Linked DNA regions of Mus musculus: region 2 is linked to region 1. The links are chromatin contacts, called in public HiChIP or PLAC-seq maps. All regions are on one chromosome and are shown on one strand. Each heading gives the region's core, a stretch centred on a gene start, on an enhancer-like site or on the middle of the called end of the contact. The rest is flanking DNA. Distances are from core to core; before and after follow the strand shown.

The links. HiChIP or PLAC-seq counts read pairs in DNA pulled down with a chosen protein or histone mark.
Region 2: an H3K27ac HiChIP or PLAC-seq map of heart atrium shows a contact between it and region 1, with 7 read pairs. The contact joins two enhancer-like sites. A contact is called at or near these places in 1 of 15 datasets of contacts at CTCF or cohesin (large pre-B cells), 4 of 484 Hi-C or Micro-C datasets (the HL-1 cell line, nephron progenitors, pre-megakaryocyte-erythroid progenitors and 1 more), 4 of 115 datasets of contacts at active chromatin or transcription factors (Th17 cells, heart atrium, microglia and 1 more) and 1 of 9 other capture datasets (embryonic stem cells).

The regions. Positions count from the first base shown.
Region 1 is chr4:98,106,872-98,113,078 of GRCm38.p6, forward strand. It overlaps Nfia (nuclear factor I/A), which reads left to right. Exons shown (of 11, transcript NM_010905.3): 11 at 4,347-6,207. The coding sequence ends at 4,364. Among named protein-coding and RNA genes, the nearest start is that of Gm34784, 16 kb to the right of the region's middle. Within about 2 kb of position 2,345, at least 126 of the 459 cell types and tissues checked have an H3K27ac peak or open chromatin away from gene starts, as enhancers often do. A contact at or near this core is called in heart atrium and microglia, where this site is marked.
Region 2 is chr4:98,199,014-98,205,818 of GRCm38.p6, forward strand. It overlaps the pseudogene Gm12691. Among named protein-coding and RNA genes, the nearest start is that of Gm34784, 76 kb to the left of the region's middle. Within about 2 kb of position 2,313, at least 27 of the 459 cell types and tissues checked have an H3K27ac peak or open chromatin away from gene starts, as enhancers often do. A contact at or near this core is called in heart atrium and microglia, where this site is marked.

The DNA.
Region 1 (6,207 bases), core at 1,095-3,594:
AGGCACTTTATTAAATCCTGAGTCAGCACTTTCCAACCTGATGAGATTACTTCTCCATCTGACCAGCTAGAAGGAAAGCTGAGCTCTCGGACTGCAGATTTCTTTTGATGTTTCACCTTGAACACTGAAAGAGGACGGGTTCCCCCTCCCACCCCTGGTTCATCCCAAACTGTGGACATTGAGAATGTAACTGGCTAATTTCTTGAAACTAGAGCCTTTGAGGGAGTGTGGATTTATGGGCCACCAAATCAACTGTGGTTGAATGTTCCTGCTGGGGGAGGGGCAATAGATCAAAGCCCAGTGTTTACTGCCTCAATGTAAATGTATCAAGATAACATCCTCTGATGCAGTACTGTAATATTGCCACTCTCGGCAGATAAGGGACAGGGATTCCTTTGTAGTCGCCTGGATACAGTAGGGCAGATTAAGGGCCTATAAAGTATGAAGGCAGAGGCCATATGAAACCCAAGCAGATGTCAGACGTGAGGATGATTTCCTGACTCTCCCTCCACAGATGAGTTTTGCTTCTCGTGTCAGTATCTTCCCAATGACTTGATTCAATCCAAGTATTTCCCAGATTTTCTCAGATCCCTCTCGCTCTCTGTTCTCCTGTCCCAAGAAGAAAGATGCCGAATCCTCCTTTAGTGAGTGCTCTCAGACTTGCTGCGTTTTCAAGTAACGAGATTAAAGGGAAATGCCACAGCAAAGGAGCCTTTCCTCCTATTGCCTTACCCGGCTGAGGCGATTGGCAGTTCTCAGAAGTTTAGGAAAATCCAGGAGCACCTCTGTGTGGGCGGTTGTCACACCTGTCACCACCAGTGTCTTCAACTACAAACTGACAGATAGAAAACTTGGCAAAATGGAGTAATTTCTTATTGCTTACAACTGTTTCTCTACTATATTTCTGCAGATCGTTTACTAAGAGACCTCATTCAAAAAAACAGAAAGAAAGAAAGAAAGAAAGAAAGAGAGAAAGAAAGAGAGAGAGAGAGAGAGAGAAGTTCGTGTGTGGTTCCCCCTAACTGACTTCCCATTCTGGAAGCCCTTGGTCAAGTAGCTGGGTTAATTGTCATGAAGATTAGTGAGATGTTGAAATAAGTACTAATGGTCAAATTACAGGAGTGAAAAGTGGGAGAATAGGTTTTGGTTTGGACCTGAAAGGGTTAATTAAGGTTTTTTCACGGGTTATTAAAGACCCCCAACCCCTGCCTTAGGAGTCATATTGACAGCCCACCACAGGGCAGCTCAGCTCCTCTATTGACATGTTGCTGGTAGGAGCACAATAGCCCCAGTATCTGCAAATCATTGCTAAAATCATCTCAAGGAAAAAAAAGTTCCCAAGCTTTAACATTAGACAAAAGCCCGGGAGTTGCAGTGTGCAGCTCAAAAACCCAGAGTCAGCAACTTCTATTGATTAAAAACTAACCTTTAAAGTAACTCTGAGAGCGTGTGGTTAGCATTTAAATTTAAACATGTCGTGAGTTGATTTGTGTTACTGAATACCAACTCAGAAGGAGTAACATTCACAGTGCGGTTTTTTTTTCTTTCTTTCTTTCTTTTTTTTTTTTTTTTCTAACTCCCTTAAGCAGCTAAAGTATTTCATGAAATGTCAAAAGGGCAGAAAGAAAAAGGGGAGGGGCCAATGCGGGGCCTCATCGTTTTCTTTCCCAGGCAAATATTCACCCCCCAAAAGAAAAGTGTGGAGAGCGAAACACAATAATTAGTCCTTTGTCTAACTTTCTCAAATGCCAAAGAAAGACAGATTAATTAAATATACAACAGTGTTGGTTTTTGGAGCGGGGGTCTAGCTTGCTGGGTAGGTCATAAATTAGGCAGAATAAATACTTCAGTGTGTTTGCAGTGGGCCTGCTACGTCAGAGCCACTGGAAGGTTGGTGGGAGGAGAGTGGCGGGTTTCTTGCTAATGATAGTCACGTCTGGGTCTGTCTGGTTGCTAAGAGCAACCAGACATGATGTAACACCAGGATGAACTTGAACTTGGGGGACTTGAAAAGAGAACAATAGCCCAGAGCAATCAATAAAGCCTATTTCAGTGAAGGGTTACAGAGCTGCTCTGGGGTAACCTTGTGGGCGAGGCACACACTGAATAGTAAGATGTGTGAAGAAACTTTTTTTTTCTTTGCTTTGCTTTGCTTTGCTTTGCTTTGCTTTGCTTTGCTTTGCTTTGCTTTGCTTTGCTTTGCTTTGCTTTGCTTTGCTTTGCTTTGCTTTGCTTTGCTTTGCTTTGCTTTGCTTTGCTTTTTAGCAGAAGTATGTACAGGGCACTGCTGATTTTTGTAATGTCCTGAATGCAGAAACTACGGGACGGAAAACTGCTCCCCCTGGTGACTCGCCAGGTCCCAGGCCTTTGCTTCAGGACTGCCACACTGAAGAAGTCCAGAATTTCACAACTGCCTTAGAAAGCATGCAAACAGATTGGGAACAGCACTTACCACTCAGTTTGAGACTGTTCTGTATAAGAGCAGATATGGAAAGTGGATCTGCGTCAGAGATCAGGAGAAACTTAACGCAGACACGGTTTGCGGTCTGCTTCCCTCCCCTTTCCTTCTTACTGATCTTTCTTTTGTCCACTTAGATTTAGGCCATGCATACTTGCCAGGGTGATTTCTTTTCCAGATATAAGCAGCTTTATTGGGTTCTCCGAAGCGCATGGTCAGAGAGTAAAAGTCTACAGGATGAGTAGTTTTGTGGTTTGAGCTAGGAGTTTTTGTTTTGTTTTGTTTTGTTATAAGCGCCTTTGGAAATCAAAGGTACCTTGTGTGACCAGGAAATTTTACACCATGCCTCCATGGAGCTATCACTTAGCTATTTATCCCTGGGATCAAAGGAGTCCCGACTTTCCCCTAATTGAATCTCCCCGACAAGAGTGAGCTTTAGCCCTCACCTCCGGAATCAGTTCCGACTGACTCAAACCCTGGTGATGTTTTCAATGCAGAACTCACAGCCTCGAAGCTGGTAGGTTTTCTGATGAAAATACTGAATTCTTCAGAATACTTAGAAGAAAGTTGGCAAAAAAAAAAAAAAAAAGTCATACAATTTTTAGCCTCACTTGAGTTTTGAGATTGGTCTATAGTTGCTCATTTTGTTAAGCGAACTCTCTGTGTTGACAAAGAATGTTTCTGAAAGGGACATAAGACTGGCTCCACAGCTGGCAGAAAGCTCCAAGGGCACATTGAGTAGACAGAAACATGAACGAGAACTACAGTGGTTTCATTTCCCCATGAACACAATGGTGCTTCATAAGGTGCCATCTTATTTTATTATGTATCTTTTCTAAGAAAAGAATTTTAAATATATGCCATTGAAAGGATTTGCACCTGGCCGGGCAGTGGTGGCGAATGCCTTTAATCCCAGCACTTGGGAGGCAGAGGCAGGTGGATTTCTGAGTTCAAGGCCAGCCTTGTCTATGAAGTGAGTTCCAGGACAGCCAGGTCTATACAGAGAAACCCTGTCTCGGAAAGAAAAAAAGAGAGAAAGAGAGAAAGAGAGAAAGAGAGAGAGAGAGAGAGAGAGAGAGAAAGAGAAAGAAAGAGGAGGGGAGGGGAGGAGAGGGGAGGGGAGGGGAGAGGAGGGGAGAGGAGGGGAGAAGAGGGGAGAGGAGGGGAGGGGAGGGGAGAGGAGGGGAGGGAAGAAAGGATTTGCACCCATCATGAGGAGCAAGGGGAGAGGCCAGTCTGACTTCCCACCCCCCACCCCCTCCCAGGTCACCAGTGAGTTTTCCACCAGACCTTTCTGTTTTAACTGCTATCATGGGCCACCTACAGAATGTTGTGTTTGTACATTTAGCACCTGTCCTTAGCACCTACACCTCACTGAGAAATATATTGAGAAAGTCATGGAAATAGCTATTTGCTGCAGCCCCAAGCTCACACTTCAGCCACTCCATCGAATTTGCTTGTCTTTCTTGAGCCCTCCCAGGCATTAAGCTAGGTACTAATAAGATAGCCAGGTTCCTTGCCCTCTTCTAATTGGCTCACTACAGGGTTACAAAACCTGCCATGTGACCAGAAAGACGGCACCTGGTAAGATATATGCAAAGCATTGGCAAAGCCCACAAAGGCAATGAATTTTAATGTCAGAGGAATAAGATAAATTTCAGTGGCTTGGGATTTACTGTCATCCCTCGACCACATGAACTCCCAAGGTAAATTCTGATCCCATGGTTAAAAGAGCAACTTTCAAAATAGTTTTACAATATTGAATGCTTTTTGTTTTTGTGCACTGGATCACTGTGGGCCTTGCTCATACTAGCCAAGAGCTACCCACGAGCCACTACACCCAGCACTACACCTGCATTTTAATTAGACTTTTCTTTTTGTCTTCCAGTCCTGGTACCTGGGATAAAAGTTGCAGCATCCCACCATCCTCCAGACAGACCACCTGACCCCTTCTCAACTCTGTAACATGGACGCAACCTCAACCCGGCGCAGTTACAACTTCACTGTCAGTGGAAGGGGAGCGAAACCAACTCGAATCAACTTATACATGGAAACAGCAAACATCGTGGTCAAACAGCAAAGGCCATAACTTTTTGGGATTCTTTTTTTTTTCTTTTTTTCTTTTTTTCTTTTTTTTTTTCTTTTTTAATACTTTAGGGACTGTCGTAATTTCTCATGGTGCTGGAAATGGTTGGGCTGTGTGACATTTGAAGTGTTTCAGTGGTGGCGTGAGCAGTAGGTGAAGTGGTTGGTGAAGGATGAGCCTCGCTCGTGAACTTCCTGTGGTAACACTTGGGAGCCTGGCCTTTTCCCAGTATTTCCTGAATTTGCCCGTGCAGGTGTGTGACCCTCCCTGAGCATCTGGAGACACCTGGAGCATGAAACCTTCTGTAATCGCTGAGATCTGTAACTTACAGGACACTCAAAGGGCAATGGTTTTTTTTGGGGGGGGGGTTGTTTTTTTGGTTTTTTTTTTTCTGTAACATATTAGGGAAAAAATGCAGTTAAGTTGATCTTTCTTTTAATTTGGTTTGGTTCAGCAGTCAGCAGTTACATACATAACACAACCCGCAAGGACAGTGAATCCGCTCCTGTTGCAGAGCAATTTCCAAAAAGACGGCAAAGACTACTACTATCAGTTTGGTTGGGTTTTTGTTTTTTTGTTTTTTTTTTTTTTGTTTTTTTTTGTTTTTTTTGTTCTTAAGTTTTGAAATGCTGCACTTACATTTAAAAAAAAACATTTTTCAACAATTTCAACAATGACACAAAAATTCACATGGAAATGGGGAAGATGGTCTGTTTTGACAGAAACTGACAGGAATCAAAACAATCGAATTTTGAATTGAGTGAAGTGCAATTTCATTGGATAGCTAAGTATCTTTGTAAGATAGAGATTGTTGAAAATTCTATTTTTGTTTTTCAAGTCCTCCCACCCCAGGACTCTAAATTATTGGGGTAAAAAACAGCCTTGCAAGAAAAAGGGGAGCTATTTTTGCTTTTTATGTTTTTTATTGTTAAACTTGTATCCCTTTAAAAAAAAACCGAAGGAAAATTTAAAAAAACAAAAAAAATACAAAAAAAAAATACAAATCTAATGGTGCTTTTACCACAATATGTTAACTACATTAAATGCTAATTAATTATTTTCTGTTATCAAAGCACATAACTCAAATGAAATCATGGTATCTGTTAATTTTATAAGCTAGAAATCACTATAATGAATTATGCCAATTCTGAAAAATTTTACACATGTATGGCAACACCTGATCTATCGGTTATCCAACGCTTCATTGTACCAGACATTGTCCAGAAGTTTCAAAGACCCTTTGCAAACCCTGAACTGGGCTACGGGAAAATAACACGAATACTGATAAGGACACAACTATGTGTGCCCATTCAGATCAAAGTACTTGTTAGGGAAAAAAAAAAAGTTCACACCCTCCCCGCCCCCCCCCCCCAGATGTCTTGTATCTTATGTTTAAGGGAAAAAAAAGACAAAAAAAAAAAGACAAAAAAAATCAAAAAAGGAAAAAAAAGCAGAAACAAATAAACAAACAAACAAAAAAAATGCAAGTGATTTTTCTACCAGACAGCGAAGCACCCTTGCTTCCCATGCAATGTCACGGTTTCCTATACTATACATATATATGTGTTCTGGTCGGCAAAGCCTGCCGACCAGAGGAAGTCTCTCTGCATGTTCTAGTGTTAGTAACTAATTTTTATATAGCTAATGTAGGATAAAGTAGAGT
Region 2 (6,805 bases), core at 1,063-3,562, 92 kb after region 1:
ACTACTATTACTCTGTACCTTAATGTTTTACTGAAAGTGTTTATCTGACCTAAGGATTTTCTGGTTGACTCTCAAGTCCTTTCAGTATAGGATCATCTCTGCAGAGAGAGATGCTCTGATTTTTCCTTTCCAAGTTTTATACTTTTTAGTTCTTACTTTAATCTTGCTGCTTTAACTAAAACTTCATTGATTAGTTTTTTACTTTAGAGGAAATGCATTCATTTTTCACCATTAAACATAAGGTTGACAACAGTTTTGAGGTGTTAAATTTTTTTATGTTGAAGAATGTTCTTTCTACTTGTACTGTCTTCAGGACAATATGCAAAACCAATACATATACACTCAAACACACACACACACACACAAGTAACTTTTTTATATACCAATAATAAACTTGAAAGGAATTTGTTAGTCATTAGTAGTTCATTTTTTCTGAACTGGTCAGTTCATTTCCCCATATATTGTTTGGATGATTAGTGTTTGTTTCATCGCACACAGTGATTTTTTTCATTTTTCACTTTTAGTGTTTGTTTCATGGCTTCTTTACAAATCCTAGCTGTGAACCTTGTCAAATATTCTGTTTGCAGGAAGAAAATTTCATTCATAATAAATTCAGAAATTTAAGCACTTGGGAATAAACGTGAAGAAAAGAAAGAGCTCTACAGCGAAAACTTTAAAAGACTAAAGAAATTGAAGAAGACACTAGAAAACAAAATAACCTTTCACACTCAAGGATTGGCAAAATTAATATTGTGAAAATGTCTATTCTGTTCAAACTAATGTACAGATTCAATGCAGTTACCATAAAAATGTCAATGACTTTTTCCTAATATAAATAAAATAAATATAAATAAATAAATAAATAAAACTCCCAGATAATGTCCTCTTGATTCCACATGTGCACACACATAAATAAATAGCCAAACATTTTTATTTAAAAATGTCCAATCTCAGACTATTTTGCAGAGCCATAGTAACCAAAACATGAGACCAAAAAAAAAAAAAGAAAAAATAGGAAAAGAAGAGTCACAAGACTCATCAGTAAACCCATGTAACTTCCACCACCTAGGTTTTTAATAAAATTCTCATAAGCATATAACATAGAAACTACTGCTTCCTTAAGTAATGCTAAGAAAAATTGCATATCCACATGCAGTGGAATGAAATTAAGTTCCTATCCCAAACCCTAGACAGAAAAGAATTCAAAGCGAACCAACTCCCCTAAAGCAACATCTGTAACTCTGAACCTTCTAGAGAAAAACATTTGAAGCATACTTCAACACACAGACATAGGCAAAAAAAAAAAAAAAAAAAAAACAACTTTTGAAATGGACTCAAATATCAATAACTGCCCATTTGGGAAGGCATGAAATCAAAAGGCTTCTATACAACAAAGAAAACAATCAGCTGCACAAGTAGGTAGCCTACAGAATGAGAGAGAAAACTTTGTAAAGACATTTGATGTCTTTACATTGACTGGAGACTGTAAAGAAATCACACTGAAACACTGCACATCGCCAAACACTGAATGTGTGAAGCATGAACCAAAATGTCAGCAAATAAATCAACCAGCTCACGAAAGATAAAATATTAATGACTAGTACACATGCGAAAAGATTTTGGGTATTCTTAGCCATCACGAAATGCAAATTAAACTGTATTGAGATCTTATCTTCCTAGGCTTAATGGTTATCATCAAACACACACACACACACACACACACACACACACACACACACACACACGGCAATAAATGCTGGTGAGGAGAAAGCAGGAGAAGAAGCCCTGTGCACTACAGATAGGAATATCAATGACTACAGGTGTAAAGAAATCAACTTGGAGATTTTTCAGAAAACTTTTATGTGTGCTAACTCAGCATGGTACAGAGACACTGGGGCATACACACTTACTGTAGTATTGTTCACAATAGCCAAGACAGTCACAAGATCCTTGAGCTCCATCCACAGAAGAATGAGTAAAGGAAATGTCCTATAAATAGACAATGGAGATTTAAACAGCTGTAAAGAATAACAGAGTATGTCTTTTACAGAACACTGAGTGGAACTCAGGTTCATATGAAGAATAATGAATCAAACTCCGAGAGATAAACATTGCCTATTTTCTCTCACGTGTTGAGGTAGCTGTCTGCAGATGACCATAAAACCTTTCTCTAAAATCCTAAGGGCCTCCACAGTAGTTCACCTATGGACCATGGCCAAAAACTCAAAATAGCATCCTTATCTGCCACTGATACTGCAAGTGCCATCAGGTCTGTGGAATCACATGACCCAAGTGGCAAGCAGCCTGCACTGAAGTGGTTCCAGACACCACTCAAAACTAGCAGCTTTCCCAGTCGCTTGGAACTGGGCATGGTAATAACCCCAAGGGATGAATGTGTTGGACACCCATGTTTCTTACAGTGAGTGCTATTAATATTCACAATGTGCATCTACAGAACTATGGGTAAATAAAATATTGTACTTAGGAACTATGAAGATTATTTTCAGTCATAAAGAATAAAGAAATGATATCCTTTGCAGAAAAAATAGAGTGGGACTAAAATCATAATAGGCCAAGAAACCGGACTTAGAAGAAACTATTGGATTATTGGATGTTTTTCTTATGTGTAATATTGATTTAAGAGAGTGTGTGTGTGTGTGTGTGAGAGAGAGAGAGAGAGAGACAGAGAGAGAGGGAGATGAGAGACAGAGAGAGAGAGGAGAGACAGAGAGAGACAGAGAGAGAGACATGGAAACAGATCTGGGGAAAGGAGAGGGATCCATGGTAGAGAGGAGAACGGGTGGGGGACAGTAATATAAGAAAAAAATGAGTAAAGACCAGTGGATGGACATGTCATAATGAACCACGCCATTTTATATGCTAAGTATTTTTTAAAGGGATTTTCTGGAAGACTCATGTGCACAGTAGTAAACATAGGGGTTGCCAAGGCAGTGACTGCATCACAATAGGTGGACGAAGAAAGAGCAAAATAATTGAAGGCTAAACAAGAGTGATAACTTTGTGATCACTTATGGAATTTAAGCTAGTCAAGGAGGAAGAGAGGAGTTGAGCTCAGATACCTGCTGAGCAAACTGTTGTGGTGGATAGGTTGGAAAGCCAGGAGTAGCCATCCTAGTGGAGCGAGCGCTGACAACAGCCCAGCATGGGAGGCTGTGTGGCTTGTTCACTCCGGTGTTAGAGCAGTTGGCAATGTGGGCATTTCATGTACTTTTCTCTTCGCTATGACCAAACACCTGGAAAAACCCATTTTAGGAAGGAGGGGCTGATTTTGACCCCCAGGTGAAAAAGAGATATAGACCCTCATGGAGAGGAAGGCAGGGAAGCCCAAACACGAGACAGGTAGACCAGCTGTATCTGCAGTCAGGAAGCAGAAAGGAGACAGGAAGTGAAACCAGGCTATAAAAATTCAAGACCTACCCTGCAACCTACTTCCTCCAGAGAGGCTATACTTCCTAAAAGTTCCACAACCTTCCAAGACTGTACTAACAGGGGACCAAGTGTTTAATTAAACACATGAGCTTATGGAAGACTTTTCACATTCAAACTGCAACATGCCATCCTGTCCCTGCTAGGTTCACAGCCAACTCCTAATACAAGAGCATTTAGTCCAACGTCGAAGTCCCTGTGATCTTTAGCAGTCTCAACATTGCCCAAAAGGACAAGGTCTCTTCTGAGACTCAAGGCAGCCTCTTAACTATGAGTTACTGTAAAATCAAAATACAACTTACATATTTCCAGTATGTAATGGTCCAGAATAAACATCCCTGTTCTAAAAGAGAAGAATGAGGCGGAGAAAGCAGGACCAAAGCAAAACCAAAACACACAAGGTAAAGACCAAACCCTACCACTGTACCTCCAATGTCTGGAGCTCATAATGGAACCAGAGGGCTCCAACAAGCTTAGGCATCCCAGCCCTTGCAGCTCTGCTGTTTGTGCCCTACATGACTCTCTCTTTGTCTGGCTTCCTTGATGACTCTCTCCAACATTCTGCCATCTCTGTGGAATTCAAAGTTTTCTCTTCCCAGCTTCTCACAATGGCCTCTCAAGGCTGCTTTTTGGGAAATCCGCCTTGTCACTCATTATCTGGCACCAGCCTTTTTCTGGAACCTTGGGAGGGTCTCCATGCTCTTTCCATATTTGCATCTTTTATGTCTGGAGAGAAAAAAAAAACAGGACCAAGGGAATAACATTGCTAAGTTCTCCTTCCAGCTGAACATGTGGCTTGCCCCTGGGGTCACAGTTGCAGGAGACTGCACATTTCTTAGTGTTAGCACTGATAGAGCCTTCCCTCATGGCATGCCCCCAGTACAGAACATCACGTTTCTCTTTAATGGCACTCATCACTTAACAAAAATTACAGCTGCTTTGTCTGTCGCCACTTTGTCTGCAACGGCAAACTCTTTCATGCTCATTTTCTGACAAACTGTACACTGTACATTTCACCACCACCCCTCCCTGAAAAAGAACACAATTTATAACTATCAGGATGGCTCATGGATAAGAGCTCTTGCCAGAAATACCAATGGCTGGAGACTGATCCCTGGAATCCACATGGTGGAAAAAGAAAGGTGACTCCTGCTGGTTGTCCTCTGACCTCTATATGCATGCTGTAGCATATATACCTACATATGTAAATGTAAAGTAACCATTTAAAAACACAGCTCAAATCTTGTCCTCCTTGAAATTTCCTCCTCTAAACAAATTACCTTGCTACTTTTCAATTCAGCCTCAAGACATGGCAGGATGTAGCCAGATCCTTTGTAAGAATATTACAGGAATTGCCTCTATCCCAGTTCCCTGTATCATCCTCATTTACCTCTGAAGCCTCATGAGCCAGACCTCTACTGTCCATATTTCTCTCAGTATTCTGGTCTTCCTTACTCCCACTGAAGGGGCCCAATAAGCTCTTCTCATAGTATCTAGGGCTCCTCTATCCCATACAGCCAAACTCTTCCATGTTACCCTTTTAGATCAGTACCAAGGACCTAAGAATCATCTGGTCAGGTTTATCAAAGACAGCCCCATGCTTAGTACTGATTTTATGTATCACTTTTCTTGTTACTGTGACGAAAGTACTCAAACAGAAGCAATGGAAGGAAGGAAGGAAGGAAGGGTACATAGATGGATAGATTTATCCACAGACTAAGCCAATGTAGCAGGAAAGGTGTGGGAGCAAGAGCTTGAAGCAGCCAATCACACTGTACCAGGGAGTAGAGCATAGAGAAGAAGTGGGTGGGGCTAAAAAACCTCTCGGTCTGCTCTCAGTGATCCACTTCCTCCACTGAGGAGTCCGTCAGCACCTCCCAACAGAGTACCGTCAGCTGAGTAACAAGTGTCCAAGCACATGAGCACATGGGGGCATGTCACATTCAATCCATAATAGTAGGTATAACTTTCAATTTATTTATGAACAATCAACTAACTGATTCCCCAACATCATGATTCCAGGTGAAGCCCAGAAAGACTGAAATTCAGCCAGTCATAATTTCAGCAGCTAACGTTCAGTAAACGTATTCAAATGTCAACAAGCGTGCTGTGGCTTTGGGGATTCAGAATGTCTGGGAAGACGATGGTGAATCTTAATTGTCAAGGAAATTGAATTCCCAACTGAGAGCCTGGCCCAGATAGGAATTATGGTCTGCTCAGAGTAAACACACTGAAAGATGTATAGACTCCAGGAACAACAGACACAAACAGCCCAATTAGAAATTCACTTGCAGCTGTAACTACGGTGCAGCACATCCAAGCTGAGTCCAAAACAAGAATCCAGTTGGCATCCTGATTTAGTAGCATACAAGCAAACTAAAATATCAAATTCATGTATTATGTAGGTAGTACAATAGTTTCTAAGCTGGGCTTTGAGCAACTTCTCCAGGTATCTGCAGGGCTCTTAGCTGAAAACAAATTCAACAACTTATAATATTTACATAGCTGTTATAAGATTATATAGCAATGCTTCACACTGTGGGCCATATTCAGGGGACAGTGAATGTGATTCGGTAGTTGAACGCTGACTTAGCATGAAAAGGTTATAGGCTTGATCACCAACACCACAGCAGTATAAGAATAAGGAAGCTGAGGAGGATGAGAGGCAAGAGAGAAAGAGAAGGAAAAGAAAAAAATATAAATGTATAAACTTGGTATGTATTTCTAACTTTTGCATGATTTTGCCCAACAGGGTGACAGTCATATTACCTTCATCTTAAATTTCACAATTAAATATCAGATTAGATTTTTGGCTTTACTTTAATGTCTTACTAAGTTTTATACTATATGAGACCATCTAAGAGAACTACCTTCCACATTTAGAAGTTTCGTTTACCAGATTTGTAATATTTTGATGCTTGGGAGATTCTATATGCATATTTTGCTTCAGATGGCGAAAGTTCTTAAGAAAATAATCAAACTCAGTAAAGATACACTTTCAATTGGTTGAAAATGTTTAAGTAACCAAGTTTATGAACAAATATTAGTGACAGTCTCCTTTAAAAGTGGTTGTTAAGGGGCTGAAGAGATGGCTCAGTTGTTAGGAGCACTTGTTGCTCTTTTAGAGGATTCAGGTTTGGTTTCCAGCACCCAAATGGAGACTCATACCATCAGCTCATCCACTTCCAAGAGATCCGATGTCATCCTCTGACTTCTATGGGTACTTACATGGTGGCAATATACATGCAGGCAAGCACTCACATACATACAACAAAATAAACTGAACTTTTAAGTGATGGTTAAATTTTCCAGTAATCTCAGCGCTTGCAGATTAGCTGCTTTTCTGTTGTGATAAAAC